Regions from separate parts of the Sus scrofa genome. Here regions 2, 3 and 4 are each linked to region 1. The links are chromatin contacts, called in public HiChIP or PLAC-seq maps. All regions are on one chromosome and are shown on one strand. Each heading gives the region's core, a stretch centred on a gene start, on an enhancer-like site or on the middle of the called end of the contact. The rest is flanking DNA. Distances are from core to core; before and after follow the strand shown. Region 1 overlaps PTPA (serine/threonine-protein phosphatase 2A activator). Region 2 has its middle 170 kb from the start of NTMT1. Region 3 has its middle 120 kb from the start of IER5L. Region 4 overlaps LOC102162054 (a long non-coding RNA gene).

Region 1 (4,673 bases), core at 185-2,684:
GCAAGGGACAGGCGAGAGCAAAGATAGGTCCATTCCTGGCCCCTCCTCTCGGAAGAGAGACATTCTGCAGCGAGCCCAGTGGGTCCCCACGACATGAGAAAACCGCCGCTGAGACGGGGAACCCTCGGGGAATCCTCGGACAGCTCAAGGCCAGCACATCTGCTTTCACCAACCACAGCTCAAAGTCCCTCTCAACACCGCCCCACCCCGGCTGATAGGCAGCACTGAGGCTGGGGGCACGGGCTCAGCACCCTGAGCCCCAGGCTTCAGAAGAGAGAGTCCGAAAAGCAAAGAGGCCAAGCTGGCAAGAAAGCAGACTTGGACCTCGAGCAGGTGGAAGGTTCCAGAAGAGGCTGTGGGTGGAGGCAGGGCTGGGGAGAACTCTTTCAGGGAGAAAGGATGGGTCCCACACCGGCTCTCCAGGAGCTCAGGAGCACAAACGCCCCCCACCCTTCGGCTGCGGGCTGGCCTGCTAACCACTCCCGCAAGCCTCTCCCTTCTCCAGTAAAGGCAACTCTAAACAAAACTGTAAGATCCAAGTCAAGAGAGTTGCCGTTTTACCCTTGTCATCTCCCTCCCCTGGTCCAAGATCCCCAAAAGCCTGTCGCAACCCCCAAGCAGCTCAGTAGCAAAAACAAGCACTCCTTCCTCCAGCAGTGAGGCCACAGCTCTAGGCCCCCACGGGGCTTCTCCTGGGCCAGTCGGTCCCTTCACCCAGCATCTTTTCCCTCCTCTCTCTAAGGCTCCCTCCTCCAGGAAGGCAGCCAGGAGCCCCCAGCCCGTAGGGGCTTGGCCTTCTCAGGAGCTTTGTTCCCAAGGTCCCACTCGGTCAGGCTCCACCCCCCCCCGCCCCTTCCCGAGGCTCCAGCCCCATCTCGCACTCGCACACATCCGGGCCGCAGCCCTGAGAAGCTCAGGGGTCACTGGAGCTGTGGAACCAGTTTCACTCTGGACGGGGCCCTGTGTGCAAACCACCCAGGAGGCGTGCTGCCGGCTCTGTCGCAGCCGCAGCTCCAAGGCCTGTTCAGCAAGGGCTCCGAGGCCAAGGCCGGCCGAGGGACAGGCGGAAACCCGAGGTTCTGCTTGCTGGGCCAGCCTCGCCCACTAGGGGCACGGAGTGGGGAGCCTGCTGGCAGAGCCAGGGGAGGCCCGAGCTCCGGAGCCCCCCCATGGCCCCGGCCCCCTCCCTCCATGGCCAGAGCTGCTATTTCTCTCGAGGGACCCCCCCCCGCCGCCCCACCCCACTGCCGGCCTTCACGTCCCAAGGTCTCCCCCCAGTCCTTCAGAAGGAGCCTCTGCAACTCTGGAAAGGAAAACAGATGAGGGGGAAAAGGAATTGGGGTCGAGAAGACAAAAAAAATTAGCTCATTCTAGCCACAAAGGGAGAAGAGAAAGAGCGAGAACGAGCAAGCAAGCTGCAGTCCCGCAGTGACCCCAGGGGACTCGAGTGAGTCAGAGCAGCCATATTGAGCAGGAAATTACTCACAGACGCTGCGTTCCTGCCTCTCCACTCCCAGGAGAATCGGCCTTTTGTAAATGGTTCCTCTGTCAGTAACTGAGGGGGGATGGGACGGGGGGAGGCTCTACACAGCGCCTTCCTGTCAGCTCCTTCCCTTCCAGCTGAAATCTGATCCCTCCCTTCCCAAAACTCCAAATTTAGAAGCCAGATTGAAACTGAAATTCTTTTCCTGCCGGCCCTGGGCTCTTAAAGGCGCCAGGGCTGCATTTCCTGAGGCGGCAGAAGCCCTGCAAGGTGAGGTCCCTCGTGCGGGATGCTCAGGGCCACCGGGGCAGGTCCCAGGCTGGTTTCATTTCCAACTTTTTGTGGGTTTAACCCCCCAGCTGCACCAGCCCTAGTGATCCCTGGGTCTCCAGAGGCAACACTGCCCCCTGCCAGACCGGAGCGCACACAGCTCCGCGCAGGCCGCCAGCCAGGCCTCCTGAGTCCCAGCACCGGGCCTCGGGCCTCCCTCACCACCAACTAGAGCAACTGCAAAAAGCCTGGTCTGGGTAGTGAGGCCCAGACTCTGGAAAACTAGCATCATGGGTGCTGCCGTCAGGAACCACGCCAGCCGGCTCGAGGCTGGCCAGGTGGGTGAGAGGGGGCCCCCCGCCAGTCACCGCAGCTCAGCTCTGGGGGACTCCCTGCGAGCGCCCAATGTTTACCACCATGCCCAGGCACCAAGACCCAAAGTGCAAACCAGGCCTTGCAGAGAGGGTGCGGAACAACCAAGAACTCCAGGGCCTGCCGGCCTCCTCCCAGGTCAGGCCTCTCCATCAAGGGCTCCTACAACCTCCTCCCAGTTCGATGTGTCTTTAGCGCCACCTAGTGGCCACTGTGGGATTTCCTCTAGCAGAGGAACCGAAACCTAAACTTCCGGAAGGCTTTTGGGTTTTTAAACCAGCACGACGCAGCAAACAAAAATACAGAGTTTTAACCTGGAGTCAATTCCCATCCTCCCTGACCTCCGGCCTGCCCTTTCTCCTTGTGAGTCACTGACAGGGACCCAAGGGCTTGGCCAGCCACCAGGCGGAGCCAAAACACTCAGCCTCCCACCCCCAGCAAAGCCACCCCAGCTCCCCACCCTGCTCCGCGGGGTCTCCCTGGCTCCGCAGACCCTCCCATTCCCCTCTGGAGAGAGCAGCATGTGACTGGCTCTCAAGGCAGTGAGCCAGGCTGCCCCGGAGTCCTTCTGACCTTGGGCTGCTACAGTGCTGAAGGCAGCAGATCTCAGAATGAAGCGGTGGCCGCCCAGCCGTCAGGATGGGCTTCATTTGCTGACTTAGAAAAACATGTCATTCCCCTCTGGCCTCTGGAGTGTGGCGGAGGCCTGAGCCGAATGCTGACCAGGAGAGCCTGGAGCTACGGCTGCTTAACCAGGGAGCGCTCCCTCTTCAGGGGGCTCAGAATGGGCAGCCAAGAGAGCCGCCCCCACAGGCAGGGGTCTGCAAGTGTGCCAGGGACAGCACTGGGGCCAGCAGGACTGTGTGGGGGAGAACGGGAGCAAGACCCTCTCCAGGCGGCAGTCGTGGCACCCTTAGGAAGGTGGGGGAGGGCACCAGGCAGGGAGGATGAGAGGTCTTGCCACTTCCCAAAAGACAGGCCCAGGGAGCAGTGGGTCCCGACTTCCGCGCAGTCACCTGGTATGTGTGCTCAAATTCAGGTTCCTAGCTCTCACCCCCCAAGATTCTGATTCAGAAAGCTGAGGTGGGGCCCAAGAACACGCATTTTAACAAGCTGCCCAGGTGACCCTGAGGAAGCAGCCCAAGGCTGCACTGTGGGAGACCCACTTTAGCAGGACAACAGCACCCGGTTAACCACCCCTGCTGGGTAGGCTGGGGGTCCGGGCTGCTCACTTTCACTTCCAGGATTTCACTTGGCCCCTGTCCTCAGGATCTAAGAGAAGTTTGTCCCGTCCGCAGAAATCGTTCTGGTATTCGCTCCCGCCTCTCTGACTCCTGCAACGGTTCCATCCCACACATCCACACACACGCAGCTCCACACACCTTGTGGGCCCCATCTGCAAGATGCTGCCACCCTCCCACCCCCAGCAATACCCACCCACCCACCCTTCAGACCTGCAGCCTCGGTCACCACGTCCAGTTAAGGACCAAGTCTCACCCCGTCAGCTCCAGTGGAAAGCCCAGACCACTGAGGTGGGGGAAGAGAGCCTGGACAGTCGGAGGTGGCTGAACCCTTCAGAGAAGCCGGGCCGGGCTTCCTTCTCAATAACCCCTTGCTGGGGCCAGCCCTGCCTCCGTCAGACAGCAGCTCCAGCTCCTCTGTCCAGAACACAGCCCGAGTTCATTTCAGCCTGGAGGCTGCCGGGGTCTCCCCGCTCACCTCCGTGATAAACAGGATACACTCCAGGAACATGTAGTCCTCGTGGTTCTCATTCACCGCCTTCTCGTCCACGAAGTGCCTGGGCTCCAGATGCGGGTGGTCTAGAAACAGCAAAGAGCCCCAGGGTTCAGAACCAGGTACTCGCACCCCCAGGGCACCACGGACAGCGCTGCCTGCACCCGCCCCAGGGCCACGCCCGGCCATGGGCCCCAACACTTAACCTTGCCTCCTTCCAGCCATGTGACTCGGTTTCTTCATCTGCACAGCGGGGCTAAGACCAGCACCTGCCTGGCCGTCAGGACCACGGGAGAGCCCTGGGCATGGTGCCTGCACAGCTAAGTGTTAGTCAGGGGTGTGCTGGCCAAGATCCCTCCCCGGGGTCCCTGAGCTGATCTACCTGAAGCACTTAGAGCCATGCCTGGCACGGGGCAAGTACTTAAAAAATGGGCATTTATTAATATGATTTACAGGCAGTTAATCCCACATCGAAATAGAGCAGGACCCCTCACCCACGGCAGCTCGCCCATGGAAAGTGGGGGGCACCACCAGAGCGGGCCTGTAGCGAGCAGCCCATGGCCCAGCACTTGGCGGCAACTCCCCCATGGGCCGCCTTGAGCACGGCTCGATAATAACAGCAGATGACGTTGGTCACCGAGTCAAAAGAACCCCTCATTTTCAACATAAAACCCCGCAGCTGCTGCCAGCAGCCCAGGCGCGTTTCACACCAGTCCATTATGCGCCAGGCGAGCGCCCTTGCTCCAGCCCGTGTCACTTTCCATTATCTCGGCGGCGCTCTGCCTCCGCCTCCCCCGGCCTGCCACGCTGGCTG
Region 2 (5,043 bases), core at 118-2,617, 230 kb before region 1:
GGCCACACTGGGGAATGAGACTGGCTGGTGGGGAGGAGAGTTGAAGCAGCAGTCCCCCTTCTAAGCGCGCATGCTCCCTATATCCCCATCTGGTCAGCCTGGATGCTGAAAATCTAAGTCCGCCCCATACAAAAAACAAAAGCTTCTCGTTTCCATTATAGAAAACCCCAGAGACCTGGGCTGCTTCGCTTGCCTTCTCCCTCGGCCAACGTGGCCAAGGCACCGGCTGGGGGCAACGAGAGCTGTCTCGGCCAAGGGAGAAAGGTCCAAGTCCTTGGCCTGGGCCCTCGCTGCGGCCACACGCTGGGGAGCAGCCCAGAGAGCCTGGCGCCCGCGGAAGCCCCCCTGCCTGCCAGGAGCCGAGCCAGATGGGGAGGCTTTGGCTCCTGGCTTCCGCCCCAGTATGCAGGCCCTCTGACCTGTCCCCCTGGGACCTCGTGGCCTGTCCATCCGAGGTGACCCTTCCCCACAGAAGCCCAGACCTCTGACCCTTATTAAAAACAAACAAAATCTGGAGAGAAAAAATATCCTGCACAAACAGTCTCAGAGACCATCTCACGTCCCCTCCCTCCCCCAACACACACACACACACACACACACACACACACCCAGCCTCAGACGTGCAAGGCTGCGGCCAGTCTTTCACATAAACAAGTTGTTGCGGAGTGGCTTTTGTTTATGAAACATTTAGGTTTTCCCTTAACTTTTTTTGGCGGGGTGGGGGGCCCGAAGGGTGCGGGGAGTGGATTGTTTCATAGTTTTCTGGTGAACAGGGAGTGGAGAGGGAGCCCTGGGTTTGGCAGGATTTCATTTCTCCCTCTGTGCTGTCTGCCGGTCAGAATCTGGGGAAGGTGATGCGAGGGGAAAGGGACCAGACAACACAAGAGGGGGTGGGGGGACCTCTGCGCATCACCTGGAAGAAGGCCCCCCCTCCCACCCCAAAGGGGAGGCCAAGCTCAGAATGGGCTTCGGGCGGCCAAGGTCAGCCCCGGGGCCTGGTTAGACCGTCCCAGGCCGGGCCTTCAGGAGAGCAGAGCCGGCCTCCCGCGTTCCCTCGGCGTCTCGGACGCGACCCAGTGCCTGGCGCTCGGAAAACCTTTGGGATCGGGGCAGATATATCCCTGCCCCCTCGCTCCACGCCTTAGACGCCAGGAAACCGAAGAAGCCGCCAGGAACAAAGGCGGGGCTGCTTTACAAAGGCAAATAACAAACACGTTTACTTTTTTTTTTTTTCCACGTAAGCGGGTGGCCAGGCAACTTTGGGGTCCAGGCGGCGCCGGGGCTGTAAGAATTGCCCCCGCGTCCGCCGCGCCGGGCCGGCCCAGGGCGCATGCGCGGGCCGGGGCGCAGGAGGCCGCGGCCGCCCGCGCAGCCTCGCTCGGGCCGGTCTCCGTGGCAACGGGCTCGCGGGGGGAGGGGCCGGGCGCGCGGGCCGCGGCGGCTGCTATTTCTGCCGCTTCCTGTTCCTCGCGGCCACGTCGCCATGGCAACGGTGTTACTCACCGCGGCCGCTTCCCGGCTCGGCTGGCGCGCGTGACCCCGGCCTCCCGCGCCCCCTCGTCTCTCACTTGCTGTGCTCTCGCTCTCCCCCCCGGCGTCCTCCTCCTCCGGCACCGGGCCCCCTCCCGCGCGCCCCGGTGCCCCCGCTTTCCCCTCCTTCCCGGCCCGCCCTGCCGGTGCCCGCGGCCCGGGAGGGAGGGAGGGAGATTGATGGGGGACGCTTATTAAAAAACATTGTAACCGTTTCCGTTTTTATTACGTTGACAAGGGAGCGTTATTTACTGTTATTGTTTGCCGAGCCGGCCTCGCCGGAGCGCGGGCGGCCTCCCGGGAGCTCACCTTTTGGGCGGTCCTGGGAAGTCGCGGGTGGGAGCGGGAGGCGAGGGCTGGGCCAAGCCCGGGGGGTGGGGGGGCGAGGCCCTCCAGGCCGCTGGGTTCGCTCCTCGCCCAGTTCCCCCGCGGGGAGCCCGGCCGACCCCCTCGCTGGGAGTGTTTGCGCGAGGAGAGACCGCAGAGGCCCGGTGACTCGTGTTGAAGGAGAAAGGCAACAAAAAAAAGGAACAGATGACTTCATTCTCGGGAAGGCTCCGTCCTACGTGGACCAATTTCCTGGGGACTGTGGTGGAACAGCCCCGCTGCTGCTGCTGGAAGCACCAGAAACTAAACCACATAAAGACCAGAAAATTCTCAGCCTTGCCTGAACCGAGCAAGGACAGGCTGGTGGCGCGTGAGCCCTGGGTGTGAAAGGAGGAGGGTCGAATTTCTGCACCCGCGTTGGGGCTTGGCTTCTGACAAACCTCCCCACCTGGACTCCTGACCCCTGAGAGGGTAAGCACCTGCCCCAAGGTCACACAGCCAGTTTGCATCCGCTCAAACATCTGCAGAGACAAAAGCAGTAGAGGCCAGGGAACGGAGCCAGTGGTTGGACTCGCGGCCTTGGAAGAGGGAGAGGCTCAGCTGGAGGCCCGGCGAGGGGAGATTAACTCGGCAGGTATAAACCCTGGCTGGTCGGACGCCTGCTTATCCCAGCGGAGCCCTCAACTGGAGGGTTTGCAGCGGGTGTGTCCGCGGGGATCAGAGGGACCTGAAGGACGCCCCACCTTCGAGCCTCTGCTGGGATGCCAATCTCATCCTGCAAATTCAAGTTTGCAGTTCCGTCCCTAACTTAACTCCATCTTTAGCCAAAATGCAAACAGTTGTGCTCTGGACAGAGAAGCAGAGGAAAAAGCCAGAGGAAAAAGGCCCGAGTTCACACTCTAAAAAGGACCTTTAAAAAATATTTCTGCTATAAACAAACGACTTCTAACGACCAGACCAGGTTTTGGAAACTGAGCTTTCAGTGACTCTTCGTAGCCTGCTTTTTAATTTTGTGTGTGTGTGTCCCCTTCCAAGGGCAAGAGCCTCTGGTCACTGTGGCCTCTCCCAGTCTCTTGGCTTTAGATGATCAACAAGAGCTTTCGCTGCCTCTGCGGGGTCTCCGGAGTCTGCTGAAAGGGCCACTTCCCAGCTAAGGTCTTGGGGTCTGGGTGTGGCAGCAGGATCTTTTGCTCTGTTTGCAGCACCCAGGCAGAGCTCTCAGCTTTGGAGCCCTCTCTGAATGTATGGACCAAAATCTTGGGCTCCAAGAGGAGACCCCCCCCCCCCCGCCACACACACACACACCGCACCTTCACCCAGCTTGCTGCCAGCCCCATGATACGGGGAGTCAGTAGAAGAAGTGGGAAACCAGCCCCCCACCCCCGGGGCTAGCCTTCCAAGCAAACCTATCTCTGGGAGCGGGTAGCAGATTCCAAGAACTGAGCTGGTGTGAGAGTCATGCTCCTGGGGCAGTGTCCGAATAGGACCTGGTTGACAGGTGACACCCAGCATCATGGAATTTCAGAGCGGGGAGGACCTTGGAGATTATTAGACCACAGTCTGGCTGCTCTGTTTTACAGATGGGCAAACTGAGGCCCAGAGAGGGGAAGTGACCTGCCTGGCATCTGCCACTCGTTAGATCCAGGCGCCTTCCTTCCATCTGGATGCTCACTGCCCCACCTTGATTCTCCTCGGGAATCATCTGGCTGATTAGAAAGGGGTCAGGGTGGGACAGGATAGCTATGGTGAGACAACAGGAGGGGCCAATGTCAGGCTGCCTGGGTTTGAAGAGAGACCTTGGACAAGCAGATGCTTCTCTCTGGGCCTCAATTTCCTTATGTGTTAAATGGGGATAAGTACTCACCCTAAGTCTGTGTCTGAAGGAATAAAGGAGATGGTACAGGAAGAGCACCTGGGCTCAGGCCTGGTCCAGACTGGTACTTAACTGATGCTGGCTGCGATGCTGATGGTGGTGGTGACACTGGTGTTTGTAGTGGGCAGAATGGTGCCCCCTGCCCCCCAAGATCTGTCTGCCTCCAATCCCTGGAAACCATGAATGTGCCCTTATTTGAAGGGTCTTTGTAGATGTTGAGGATATTGAGATGAGGTCATCCTGGGTTACCCAGATGGGGCCTCAGTGTCATCCGAAGTCTAAGGCAGGGACGCAAGAGGAGAAGGCCGTATGCAGGCTGAGGCAGAGATGGGAGTGATGCAGCCTCAAGCCAAGGGACACCTGGAGTGGCCAGAAACTGGGAGAGCCAAGGAGGGATTCCTCCCAGTGTCTTGGGAGGGAACACAGCCCTGCTGACACCTTGATTTTGACCTTCCAGCCTCCAGAACTCTGAGATGAGATTTTTTTTTTTTTCTTTTCCTTTTCGGCTGCCCCATGGCATATGGAGTTCCTGGGCCAGGAATCCGATTCGAGCTGCACTTGTGACCTACACCGCAGTTGCACCACACCAGATCCTTCAACCCACTGTGCCAGGCCGGGCCTTGAACCTGCGTCCTGCAGCTACAGAGACGCACCACCAATTCCGCGTTGTACCACAGCGGGAACTCCAGGAATAATCTTGTTTTAAGGCCCAGGTTTGTGGTAATTGGTTATGCAGCCACAGGAAACTAAGACAGAGGGGATGCTAGCTCTGATGCCGCAGGGATGGTAATGGCAGTGACCCTGGCAGTGATAATGGCAGTGATGGTGATGCTTAGAGCGGCTGCCTGAAGAAGTATCACCAGCTGGGTGCCAGCCGAGGAACCACTCTAGGCCTCTCCTTTGGCTTCTGGTAGCTCGGGCAGCCCTTGGCTTCTAGATGGTTCGCTGCAACCCTCCACGCCTGTCTTCTCTCTTCACCTCGTCTTCCCTCTGTGTGTATCTGTCTCTGTGTCGACATGTTTCCTTTTTATAAGGACACCAGTCCTATTGGATTAGGGCCCGCTTTGCAGACCTTAACTCGACTTCCTCTGTAAAGACCGGATCTCCAATATAAGGACTATATAGACATATGCATATGTATGTATACGACTGCGTCACTTTGCTGTACGGCAGAAATTGGTAAATCAATTACCAATTGGTAAATCAACTACCCTTAAATAAAAGAAAATGGTAAATCAACTACCCTTAAATAAAAGAAAATAAATTAAAAAAAATTTTAAAGGCCCTAGCTCCAAAAAGGTCTCCTTCTCAGG
Region 3 (5,320 bases), core at 2,113-4,612, 150 kb before region 1:
CCAGCATCCCCACCTGGAAAATGGGCCCCAGGCCACCCCCACCTCCCAGACCCACATGGGAAGTGAAGTCACCCTTATGGGTGCTCCTCATGGCCAGGCCCCTCCAGGGCCAGCGCGCTTGCGAGCAGGTATTATTAGCGTCTCCGTTTTGCAGGTGGGGAAACTGAGGTTCATGTGACTCGTAATTGGCAGAACTGGGACCAGAACCCGTCCCCCGTCCCCGTCCCCCCCCCCCTTTGGCTTCCTTTTCTCTGACACCACAGATGGCGTGCTGCGAAAAAAGAGAGAGGAGAGCGGGGAGAAGGGAATTAGGAGACGGAGCGAGATGGAGGGAGGCGGCAGCACCGTAATCAATTACTTGGGCTATAAATTTCTGCTGTTTTGCAAAGTGAGCACACAACCTCGGAGAGGCAGCGCTCCCTGGTCTGCTCGGGAAAAACCAAACAGCCAGGCCCACGGCAGATGCTCGGGTGGTGGGAGACGCAGAGGGAGAGGGGCGAGCTCCAGGGTGGGGTCAAGGGCAGTCAGTATGGCTGGGTGGGGGCGAGGCTGGATGGGGAGCAGCCCCACTCTCCCAGCGGAGCCAAGGAGGACGAGCTTGGGAGCTGCCCAGAGCCCCCTTGGGAAGGGACTCCACTTCCTCTTCTCTTCCCAGCAGCTTCCTCTCCCTTCACTGCTGCAGTGGGAGAATCAGTCCTGGGCGGCCAGGTGGTCACTGCCTTTGCAGCTGCTCCCAGGGGCTGCTGGGAAGGGGGCTCGTGAACTTCAACTTTGACTTCGTCTGTGACATGGGGATGGGGCACCATTCCTCTCTTCGTCGTCTGATGGACCAGCAAGATCTAGGGTATAAAAGGCCCAGCCTGGGGCCTGGCGCACATGTACTGCGAGTCGAGTTAATGTTGCTATAACATTATTCATATGAAGACAAGTGCAGGCTAAAGGTAGTTTGGAGACCAATTATAGTATTAAAGAGGTGGGGGCCGGGCCTCCCTTGGAGGCACAGTGCTGGGGAGGGCGGCCCCCAGTGGAAGGATCATGACCTTGGACCTGTGTCCATCTCCCAGCAGGTAGGGCTGGGTGAGGGCAGGTGGGGATGGGTGGGGGCAGGGATCGGGGTGCACCTTGCACTTAGGAAATGGGACCAGAGCGAGGTGGCCCAGGCCCAGACTCCTGACCTCCAGCTTCCTGGAGCCTGGCTACAGCCCACTTAGGGAATGAGCCCCAGGCCAGGGCCAGCTTCTCCCTCTGGAACCAGGTGCTCCAGGAAAATGGGATTCCAGCCCGACCCTCTCAGGGTGAAATGGCAAGACCACAGCATTTCAGGAGCCCCCCTACATGCTCATCTTCTCACAGTCCCAAGGAAGTTCTGCAGTGAACCATCCCCAGGCTCTGCTCTCAAGGAGCTTTGGGGGACCCCAAAAACTAGATACAGTGGGCACTGCACACTGGTCTCTGGACCCCAGACCCCGGCCAAAGGAATGGGAGGCCAGAGGCTGGAAGAGGGAAACCACAGGCTATAGACATCGTGAAATGAGGGAACGCCAGGTAGAGGGGCCCAAGGGCGGCGGGGGGGGGGGGGGGGCAAGGCCAAGATGGGCGGTAAATCTGGACCCCAGAGAAGATGCCTGGTGCTCCGGTGGGGACCAAGCACAGGGCTCGCAGCACACACTCTCCAGCCTCAGGGATGCCAGGCTGAAGGCAGTGGAGGTGCTCCCTCCTTTAAAGGAGACCTAAGATGGAGTCAGAGCAGCTCCCCCGGATGGAGGTAGTAAACAATGCTGTATTAGTCAGGATGGGCTCACGGATACAACCAACCCCCAACCCCCCAAAAAGCTTGCTTTCTTATTCACGTCACTACTGAGGGCTGGAGGAGGGGCGGGTGGGAGTCCTGCTCCACGCAGTAACTCAGGGGCCCAGCTTCCCTCATCTTGTAGTTCGTCATCTTCGAAGGCCTTTTCCTCCCCTGTGACAGTCTTGAGGAAGGGTGACGAGAGAGTGGGGAAGATGACATAGAAGGAATTTCATGCTCGTAAAAGGGGTGGGGGAGAGGCCAGCCCTCGGCTCACTTTCCATTAACCAGCGCTCTGGCATGTGGCCACGCCCCCACTGCAAGGGAGGCTGGGAAATGTAGTCCAGCTGTGTGCCCAAGAGGAAAATCATGAACCAGAGAGTCTGGCAAAGCATAGCGGTCCTTACCACAGAGGCCATTCTCTTTAGGTGGAGGAGCTGTTGCTCACAGAGCACCCTGTGTAGGGCCCAGCCCCTGCCTTGTGTGCCAGAGCTGGCTATTTGTCCTGTAAGTGCGGAGGCTGCTGGCCTGAAGGTTAGGACAGGCGTTGGAAACCTATTCCTAGTCCCTCCCGAAACTGTACATTAAAGTGTGTGTGTGTGTGTGTGTGTGTGTGTGTGTGAGAGAGAGAGAGAGAGAGAGAGAGAGAGCGAGAGAAAGGAATAGAGAGATATTTTGTGGTCTAAGAAGAACATCCAAAGCTTTCACCAGATTCTCAAAAATTTGCGCATAACAGTTTCAAAAGAAACGGACCATCACCTATGAAGGCAGCAGCTTAACTGCGAAGTTGACGGTACTTGGGACTTAGCAAGGCCTGGATACAGGGTACATTGGTCCTTACGGCCCCACTGCGCAGGAGGAGGTAGAGCCAAGGCTTCTGCAGCTACCATCTCTCCTCTCCCACTAAACACACCCCAGAGACCCCAGGGTCAAGACGGAGAAGGCCTCAATTGATTCTTGACAGTGGATGCACCCATTCCCGTCGGCTGCAATGGCCAAGGTGGCCACAGGCTCAGGGACGTCAGCCCTGGAGGCCAGCTGAGATGCGCAGGTAGAGAAACGGAGGTCGGAGGGGGACCATCCCGCGCAGGGTCGCACAGCGAGGGAGGACAGAGCCGGGACTGACCTTCAGATCCAGTCAGTCGGGTGTCTGGGCTTATAAGCAACAGAAGTGGACTCTGTTTGCCTTGATCCGAAAAAGGCTCCATCTCCAGACCGGGGGGGGGGGGGGTTCAGAATGTAAGGGAACACAGGGGATGCAGACGGGCCCCAGCGAGGATGCAGCCAGGCCCTCCTGGAGAGCAGGGGACACTCAGCGACCTCCCTTGGGGCTGGCCGTCAGGACGAGGACTGAGGGACCCAAGCTCAGGGAAGGCGGGCTGCTGACCCATCCCTTGGCACGGAAGCTCGGAGCATCTGGACCGGCAGCCCAGTCCCCGGATTGCACACACAGGGGGGAGTTCCCCATGAGGCAACTGGAGGACTTTCGCCAGAAAGAGACAGGGTGAGGGTGCCGGGCGGCCAAAACAGCAGATGTCCGCTCTGGCCTCCTGCTCCAGGGTTGTGCAATCGAAACAAAACAAGCACGAGGCTGGTTTCCTGCAGCCCAGAGCTGCAGCCTCACCAGGGAATCCGACCCAGAGGAGGCCCGGAAAACAGAGGCACAGGGCAGATGGGTGTTCCGGGCTCTGACACGTCCCCCAGGAGATGGGCAGCTTCCTGAGGGCAGTGGGCAGGCTGGCGGTTCCACACCAGGCTGGGCTCCCTGGGGGCTTGCCCAGGCTGGTTAAGGGAGCTTTTCACAACAAAGGATGCAAGGCTGGAGGAGGAACTGGGCTGGGGGTTGAGGATTCCAGCTGAAGTCATCGCAGGAGAGCAGGGAGCACTGCCCAGCTCTGGGGGCAGCTCATCTGAGAGCGATGCTCAAGCTGGAAGGAGCAAGAAACCACTGACAGAGAGGGGATGAGGTGCTGCGATGCTGGAGAGGCTACAGTCCCCAGTTCTCCAATCTAATCTCAGGGTCACTCTGCAGGCGCCCCATAGATGTGATTGCAGTCCATAATCGGTTGACTTTTGAGAGACATTGGCCTAGATTTTCGGGGAGGGCCTGATTCCATCATTGGAAAGGCTCTAAGTGCAAAGCAGAGGCCTCCTCGATGGGGAAGCTATTCCACCCACACACAGCGGCGTCAGCCCAGGGCCCAGAGGTCCAGCCTGCCCTTCAGAGTTCGGGCTTGTCTAGCCAGCTCCACCATTGCATAACCAATTCCTTGCAATAGATTCCTTCACATAGATCTCCTGCTGCTTCTGTTTTCCCTGGTTGAAGACTGAGTGAGGCAGATGGGGAGGGAGGCTGCAGGGGTGCTCCAGGAGGCTGCTGGCCTCGCTCTGGGTAGAGGTACCCACGTCCTTACAGATGAGAGCTAACTGGGTCACGTCCCTTAACACAGCCAGGGACCAAGGACAGCGCCCCTGGGTGTCAGTTCTCAGAAAGGTGAGCCTGGCATCCTGTCCTCCTGTCGCTTGTCATCCCCCCACTCCAGCCCCACCTGCCACCCCCTGAGCTGGGGGCTGCAGAGCTGCATTTTTGGGACTTTGGGAACCACAGGGGCAGGGAGGTTGCCCTAGCCTCTGGGACAAATAGGGAGACAGAGGCCCAGACTCACTCACCTGTCTGGGGGCGGGTCCTGAGCTCTTTGTATCCTTACCTCTCTCAAGGCTGTCCCTCCCAGCCCACCCCACGGGTGCCACTGGTGTGGACAGAAGCTGGCCACCTGCTCACCGTGGTGCCAGGGCTGTCCTGGCAGAAGGATTGCTGTTGAGGGTCTGCCCAGAGAGCAGAAACCAGCCCGGGTCCAGCTGATGGTGCTGAGGGGAGGGCAGGGCCCCAGTGGGGAAGAGGCCCCATCACTGTCAGCCTCTGTCCCCCAAGGCAGGGGTCTCTGGACACTTCAGGCCCCCAAGAGCTCTCCCCAACCTGTCAGTGGAGGCCACAGGTGGAGGGGTCCAAAACCGCCACCCCGCCTTCAAGGAGCCTCAGCCACATCATCAGAGCAGGTGCAGTGGGAACAAGACTCTTCCAAGCATCCTCTCCCCTTCAACAAGCAGGGGGCAGGGGAGAGGATAAAGACAAGGGGAGACCCCAACTTGAACCTCCAGTCTGCTCCCACAAGCTGGGGGGCCTGCAGACACTGGGGGCGTGCCTGTGGGTGGGCGGGGCTTTCCCTCCAATTTATCCAGGAAACAGGAAGACAGAGCCCCCTCTGCCAGGCTCAGCCCCGGGCACCATTGGTTGTTAACGCCTTTCATCCTCACGCCCATCTCACAGAGGGGGAGACTGAGGCTCAGGGAGGTTAACTTCCTCCCCCAGGCCCACAGCTGGCACATGGCAGGCAGGCCCTGTCGCCCTGGGGTCCAGCCCTGTCTCATTGATGGCAAGGTCTGACCCATCGCTCCTTCTTCTCAGGCCTCCATGGGACCTCACACAGGAGGCCTGCCTTCCCCTGGGGCATCATCTCTTGGGCCCTGTAT
Region 4 (4,652 bases), core at 627-3,126, 170 kb before region 1:
CACAGCCACAGCAATGCCAGATCCAAGTCCTGTCTGCAACCTACACCACAGCTCATGGCAACGCCGGATGCTTAACCCCCTGAGCAAGGCCAGGGATCAAACCTGCATCCTCATGGTTCCTAGTCGGGCTCATTAACTGCTGAGCCACGAAGGGAACTCCCGAGATTCCTTTTGAGAAGGAATAAGGTACAAGGTTGCGACAGGAAGATGCGTGTGAAAAACCAGTTTGAAACCCAGCATTATAAATAACGAGGAGCCATTTGGGACGGAGAATTGCGGCTTCCTGAGGTCCCCCCACTTACCTAACCCAGCTCTCCCCCAACCACCACCGCACCCTGAGGGTGAGCAGACAAAAACAGCTTTGCAAGCACAACCTCAGCAGGCCTCTCTCAGGACTCAAGGGCTCAGCATCCTTTGCGAGGTCACTGCGTTTGGTCATTCAAGCAGGCCCGCCAAGGGGGTGCCGTTGTACCCACGGTGTGGATGAGGAAGCAAGGGCTCAGAGACCTTCAGTAATTTGCCCGAGGCCACACAGCCAGCTCAAGGCTCAACCAGCACCGTCTTGGGTTTGGCTGACTCAAAACCCACGTTTCTGACACAGACCGCCCTGCCCTGAAGAAGAAGCACAGTCACCCATGGTCATTGTCCCTTGCCTGTCAGCTTCAAGCTGTCCCCTAGAATGTCTTTGGGCAGCAGGAGAGCTCATAGAGCCTCACCAGAGGTCTGAGGAGCTGCTGATGGAAACAGCCACGGCCCTGGGCAGAGCTGCCCCCACTGTGGGCACTGCCATGCTCTCCATGTATCCGGCTCTCAGCTGGGGACCACTCTGACCCAGCCGCAGGGGACAGCTATGGTTGCCACGCTCCCTCATGGATTTGTCCCCTAAGTGCCAGAGCCCTTATGGCTCCGGGAGGCCCCCAAGCAGGGCTGCTAGGCTTCCACGAGCCCATTTTCCTTAGAACCCCCTCCCGCCCTCATGTCCGTGTTGGACCTGGTTCTGGGGCCACCACCGCCACGCTGCCCCGAGTCAGGCCAGGCTCTGGTTAGTCCTGAGCTACAGCCTCTTCCTTCCTAGAGCTGGAGGTCCTCCCTGGAGGGGGTTGATGAAACAGCCTGGGCTTGGCCCACCTGCCACATCCCAGGGAGACTTAGACAGGTGGAATCCCCCTGGGCCAAGCTGGGAGATGCTCTAAGTTACTGCTGTGGTGCAGTGGGATCAGCGGCATTTTGAGAGTGCTGGGACGCGGGTTCGATCCTGGCCCAGTACCCTAGGTTAAGGATCCCGTGTTGCTGTAGCTGAGGCTTAAGTGGCAACTGCGGCTTGGATCTGATCCCTGGGCTGAGAACTCCATATGCTGTAGACAGCCAAAAAAAAAAAAAAAAAAAAAAAAGAATCCACGTTGCTGATGGTCGATGGGGGTGAGAGACAGAACACCAAAGCAGAGAGACCCTCTCAACCTTCCACCAGCTGAAGGTACCACGGGGCAAACTGGGCCAGGTCTCAGCCTCTTGGTGTCTGGGAGGCGAGGGGATAAAACCCCTGCTCCCGGGTGTGGAGCGAGAATGGAACCCTCTTTGGAGCCGGGCAAGGCACCAGGTTGGTACCCAACCCTGCAGGATCTGCTCCCCGGAGCTGGAACCGAAGCTTCCAGTCTGGAAGCAGAGGGGCCAGGGGAGGCCCGGGCTAGGCTGTGGGTGAAGGATGCTGGGGGAGGGGGACGGAGAGGGGAGAAGAGAACCAAGAGCGACTTTCAGTCCCACTCCGGTGACTCATCTACCCCACCTTGAGCGAGAAAGGTAGAGCTTTCGTTATCATCATCATTAGAGGGGGGTGGTTCGAAATGTCTAGAAGCTGCGGAAGAGGAAGACGGCTCACGCACACGTGAACCACAGTGAGTCATCCCTGCGTGAGGAGTGTTGGTGATTTTTATCTTCTTGCTTGTAGTTTTCAGTGTTGCTTGAATTTTTTTATTCTACAAGAAGAGTGTTTTGGTGTTTTTTTTTTTTTTTTTTAACAGAAACAACAGTGATGTTACCAAAAAAAAAAAAAGAATTTTAAATCAACAAGACTAAACACTGAGTACCAAGATGCCCTTCCAAAGAGATGAAGCAGTTATGAACACCACCAAGGGAAAATGTAAGAGGCTGATGGTCCTGCAATCAGAAGGACAGAAGTACCAGACCCAGGGAGTCAAGGAAGCAAAGCTGAGTTTTAAAAACTTGCTGAAAAAAATGCTCCTGGGGAACGTGAGTGCCTTTGAGAGGAGTCAGTAGAGGAAGGATCCTTGAGGTCTCCGGCAGAGTGCTGGGATCTTGGGACCCAGGACGATTCAGCGCAGGCTGAGACTGAGGCTCAAAGGCTGCTGGCTGGGCAGCCGTGGGCAAGTGGCTGGGCTCTCTAGAACTCGGTGTTTGCGCCCTGTAAAATGGGCTTGGCACAGCACCAGTGTTGGACCGGCCTCATAGAGTCAAGCGGGGAAGCGCATCCCTTCTTCCTGCTTCCCCTCCTCCGTGTCCCCTTTGGAAACCCCTACCCCCGAGCCCAGGATGGAAAACTCACTGGTCTCCATTAGCAACTGTTCTTAAAAGCCCCTCCTGACCCTGGAGGCAGCACCTGCTGCCAGAGTGCTGTCAGATTGTTGCAGGCACCTGCCCTTTGACCAAGCGATTCCATTTTTAGGTATTTAGACCACAGAAGCACTCACGGTGGTGACAAGGGAAAACGCACAGGAAATTCATGGCATCGCTGTTTATAACAGCAGAACTTTGAAAGATGCCTAGACACCCATCGGAGGGATTGATTACATAATGGGAAGGCACCAGCCAATGAAAGAGCAAGAGGTATGACAAATACATACCTGCTCCTTCAAGGAGTGAAAAAGAGCAAGAAAGCTTCGTTCGTATTTCAAGAGGGGCAGCCGGTACCCACCTTGGTTGTCAACGTGCAGAGTAGCCCTGGTTGCTATGGTAGCCCTAGACAGGGACCTGGGGGCTTGGGTAGGAGGAGGGATGAATTCTAGCCTTAAACCCTTCTCTCTTTGCCTCAACTCACTGTGAGCATGGACCCCCTGGGGAAGCCATCTGCTGGCCTTCCTCCCACTAGGATGCTGAGTAGAATCTTCTGGTGCTCACCCATCCTCAGTTCTCTCCTCAGGACCCACCACCCTTGTGGTGGGGTGAGGCCATGGGACCAGTGCTGGCCAGTGGGTTTTTGGGGGAAGTGATGCGATGCTCTCGTCCCTGTCTCGGCGATGCCACAAGGCCCCTGGGCAGCCTGGCCCCCTGAGCTGTCACATGGAGGGCAGCTGCCCTGGAGAATCACCTGGACTCACGGGAGACTCTTGTTGTGTTGAGACACTTCAATGTGGGGCTCATTTGTTACTGCAGCACATCCTAGCCTTGCTAACTGATACAGATATGGAAAGTCACATTGTGGTTCCAGGGATGCCAGAGGCCTTGGACAGGTCCCTTGACTCCTCCGGGCCTCGATTTCCCTGTGTGTGTGGTGAGGCAAGGGGTCTTTCCTCCTCTGACCTTGGCTTGTGAGGTTCATGTTCCCAAACCCCAACAGCCTGAGTCTGCCAGTACTTAGGGCCACTGGGAGGACCACGGGAAGGGCGTTACGACATTCTCGCAGTGGCCCCAGGAGGGGGACACTGTCACTATCCCCATCTCCCCATGAGAAAACTGAGGCTCAAGAAGACGAGGTCACTTGCCCAGAAACCCCAGCATCTGTGATTCTTACCTGCTCTAATGACAACTACCATCTCATATTTTCTTTCTTTCTTTTTTTTTTTTTTTTGTCTTTTTAGGGCTACACCTGCAGCATATGGAAGTTCCCAGGCTAGGGCTTGAATCAGAGCTGCAGCTCCTGGCTTACACCACAACCACAGCCAACTCAGGATCCGAGCCGTGTCTGCGACCTACACCACAGCTCACGGCAACCCTGGATCCTTAACCCACTAAGCGAGGCCAGGGATCAAACCTGCATCCTCATGGATACTAGTCGGGTTCATTACCACTGAGCCGCCATGGAACTCCTAATATTTTTTTTCTTACAAACATGACTTGAAGGAAAGCCTACCACTGATAACTTGGGAGAACTTAGAATAAGGATTTTTAAAAATTTTACCATCTTAACCATTTTCAAGTGGAAGTACATTCATATTCTTGTGCAACACTCAGCACAGCCATCTCCAGAACTCTTTTTATCTTGCGAAACTCTGTGCCCACTTTCTCCCTCCCCCTCTCCAGGCCTTGGCACCCACCATGCTCTATAAATTTATCCAGTCTAGACACCTAATATAAGTGAAATTATACAATATGTTTTGCTTTGGCTGCAAATGAGACATATGCAAGGTTCTGGGCCGGGGATCGAACCCAAACCTAGGCAGCAGCCTAAGCCGCCGCAATCGGATCCTTAACCCACTGCACCACAGCAGGAACTCCAAAGTCATGCCTTTTGTGTCTGGCATAGTTCCCTTAGCCTAATATCCTCTGAGGTCATCCGGATCGCAGCAGGTGTCAGAATTTCCTTCCCTGTTAAGGCTGAATGATGATATGCATGTACCTCCTTTTGCGTATCTAGTCATCCGTTGATGGACCCTGGCTTGTGGCCATCCTTGGGCTGCTCCGAACAATGCTGCAGTGAA

The links. HiChIP or PLAC-seq counts read pairs in DNA pulled down with a chosen protein or histone mark.
Region 2: an H3K27ac HiChIP or PLAC-seq map of alveolar macrophages shows a contact between it and region 1. The contact joins two enhancer-like sites. A contact is called at or near these places in 6 of 47 Hi-C or Micro-C datasets (embryonic fibroblasts, epiblast stem cells, liver and 2 more) and 2 of 2 datasets of contacts at active chromatin or transcription factors (alveolar macrophages and skeletal muscle).
Region 3: a contact with region 1 is called in an H3K27ac HiChIP or PLAC-seq map of alveolar macrophages. The contact joins two enhancer-like sites. A contact is called at or near these places in 8 of 47 Hi-C or Micro-C datasets (embryonic fibroblasts, heart right ventricle, liver and 4 more) and 2 of 2 datasets of contacts at active chromatin or transcription factors (alveolar macrophages and skeletal muscle).
Region 4: a contact with region 1 is called in an H3K27ac HiChIP or PLAC-seq map of alveolar macrophages. The contact joins two enhancer-like sites. A contact is called at or near these places in 6 of 47 Hi-C or Micro-C datasets (embryonic fibroblasts, epiblast stem cells, liver and 3 more) and 2 of 2 datasets of contacts at active chromatin or transcription factors (alveolar macrophages and skeletal muscle).

Annotation. Positions count from the first base shown.
Region 1 is chr1:269,420,967-269,425,639 of Sscrofa11.1, reverse strand. It overlaps PTPA (serine/threonine-protein phosphatase 2A activator), which reads right to left. Exons shown (of 10, transcript XM_001926077.6): 8 at 3,845-3,945. Among named protein-coding and RNA genes, the nearest start is that of PTPA, 22 kb to the right of the region's middle. Within about 2 kb of position 1,434, at least 72 of the 83 cell types and tissues checked have an H3K27ac peak or open chromatin away from gene starts, as enhancers often do. A contact at or near this core is called in alveolar macrophages, embryonic fibroblasts, liver and 4 more, where this site is marked.
Region 2 is chr1:269,650,450-269,655,492 of Sscrofa11.1, reverse strand. No RefSeq gene overlaps it. Among named protein-coding and RNA genes, the nearest start is that of NTMT1, 170 kb to the left of the region's middle. Within about 2 kb of position 1,367, at least 75 of the 83 cell types and tissues checked have an H3K27ac peak or open chromatin away from gene starts, as enhancers often do. A contact at or near this core is called in alveolar macrophages, embryonic fibroblasts, liver and 2 more, where this site is marked.
Region 3 is chr1:269,569,158-269,574,477 of Sscrofa11.1, reverse strand. No RefSeq gene overlaps it. Among named protein-coding and RNA genes, the nearest start is that of IER5L, 120 kb to the right of the region's middle. Within about 2 kb of position 3,362, at least 29 of the 83 cell types and tissues checked have an H3K27ac peak or open chromatin away from gene starts, as enhancers often do. A contact at or near this core is called in alveolar macrophages, mesenteric adipose tissue, omental adipose tissue and 2 more, where this site is marked.
Region 4 is chr1:269,593,390-269,598,041 of Sscrofa11.1, reverse strand. All of the region lies in intron 2 of LOC102162054 (a long non-coding RNA gene), which reads right to left. Among named protein-coding and RNA genes, the nearest start is that of IER5L, 140 kb to the right of the region's middle. Within about 2 kb of position 1,876, at least 11 of the 83 cell types and tissues checked have an H3K27ac peak or open chromatin away from gene starts, as enhancers often do. A contact at or near this core is called in alveolar macrophages and retroperitoneal adipose tissue, where this site is marked.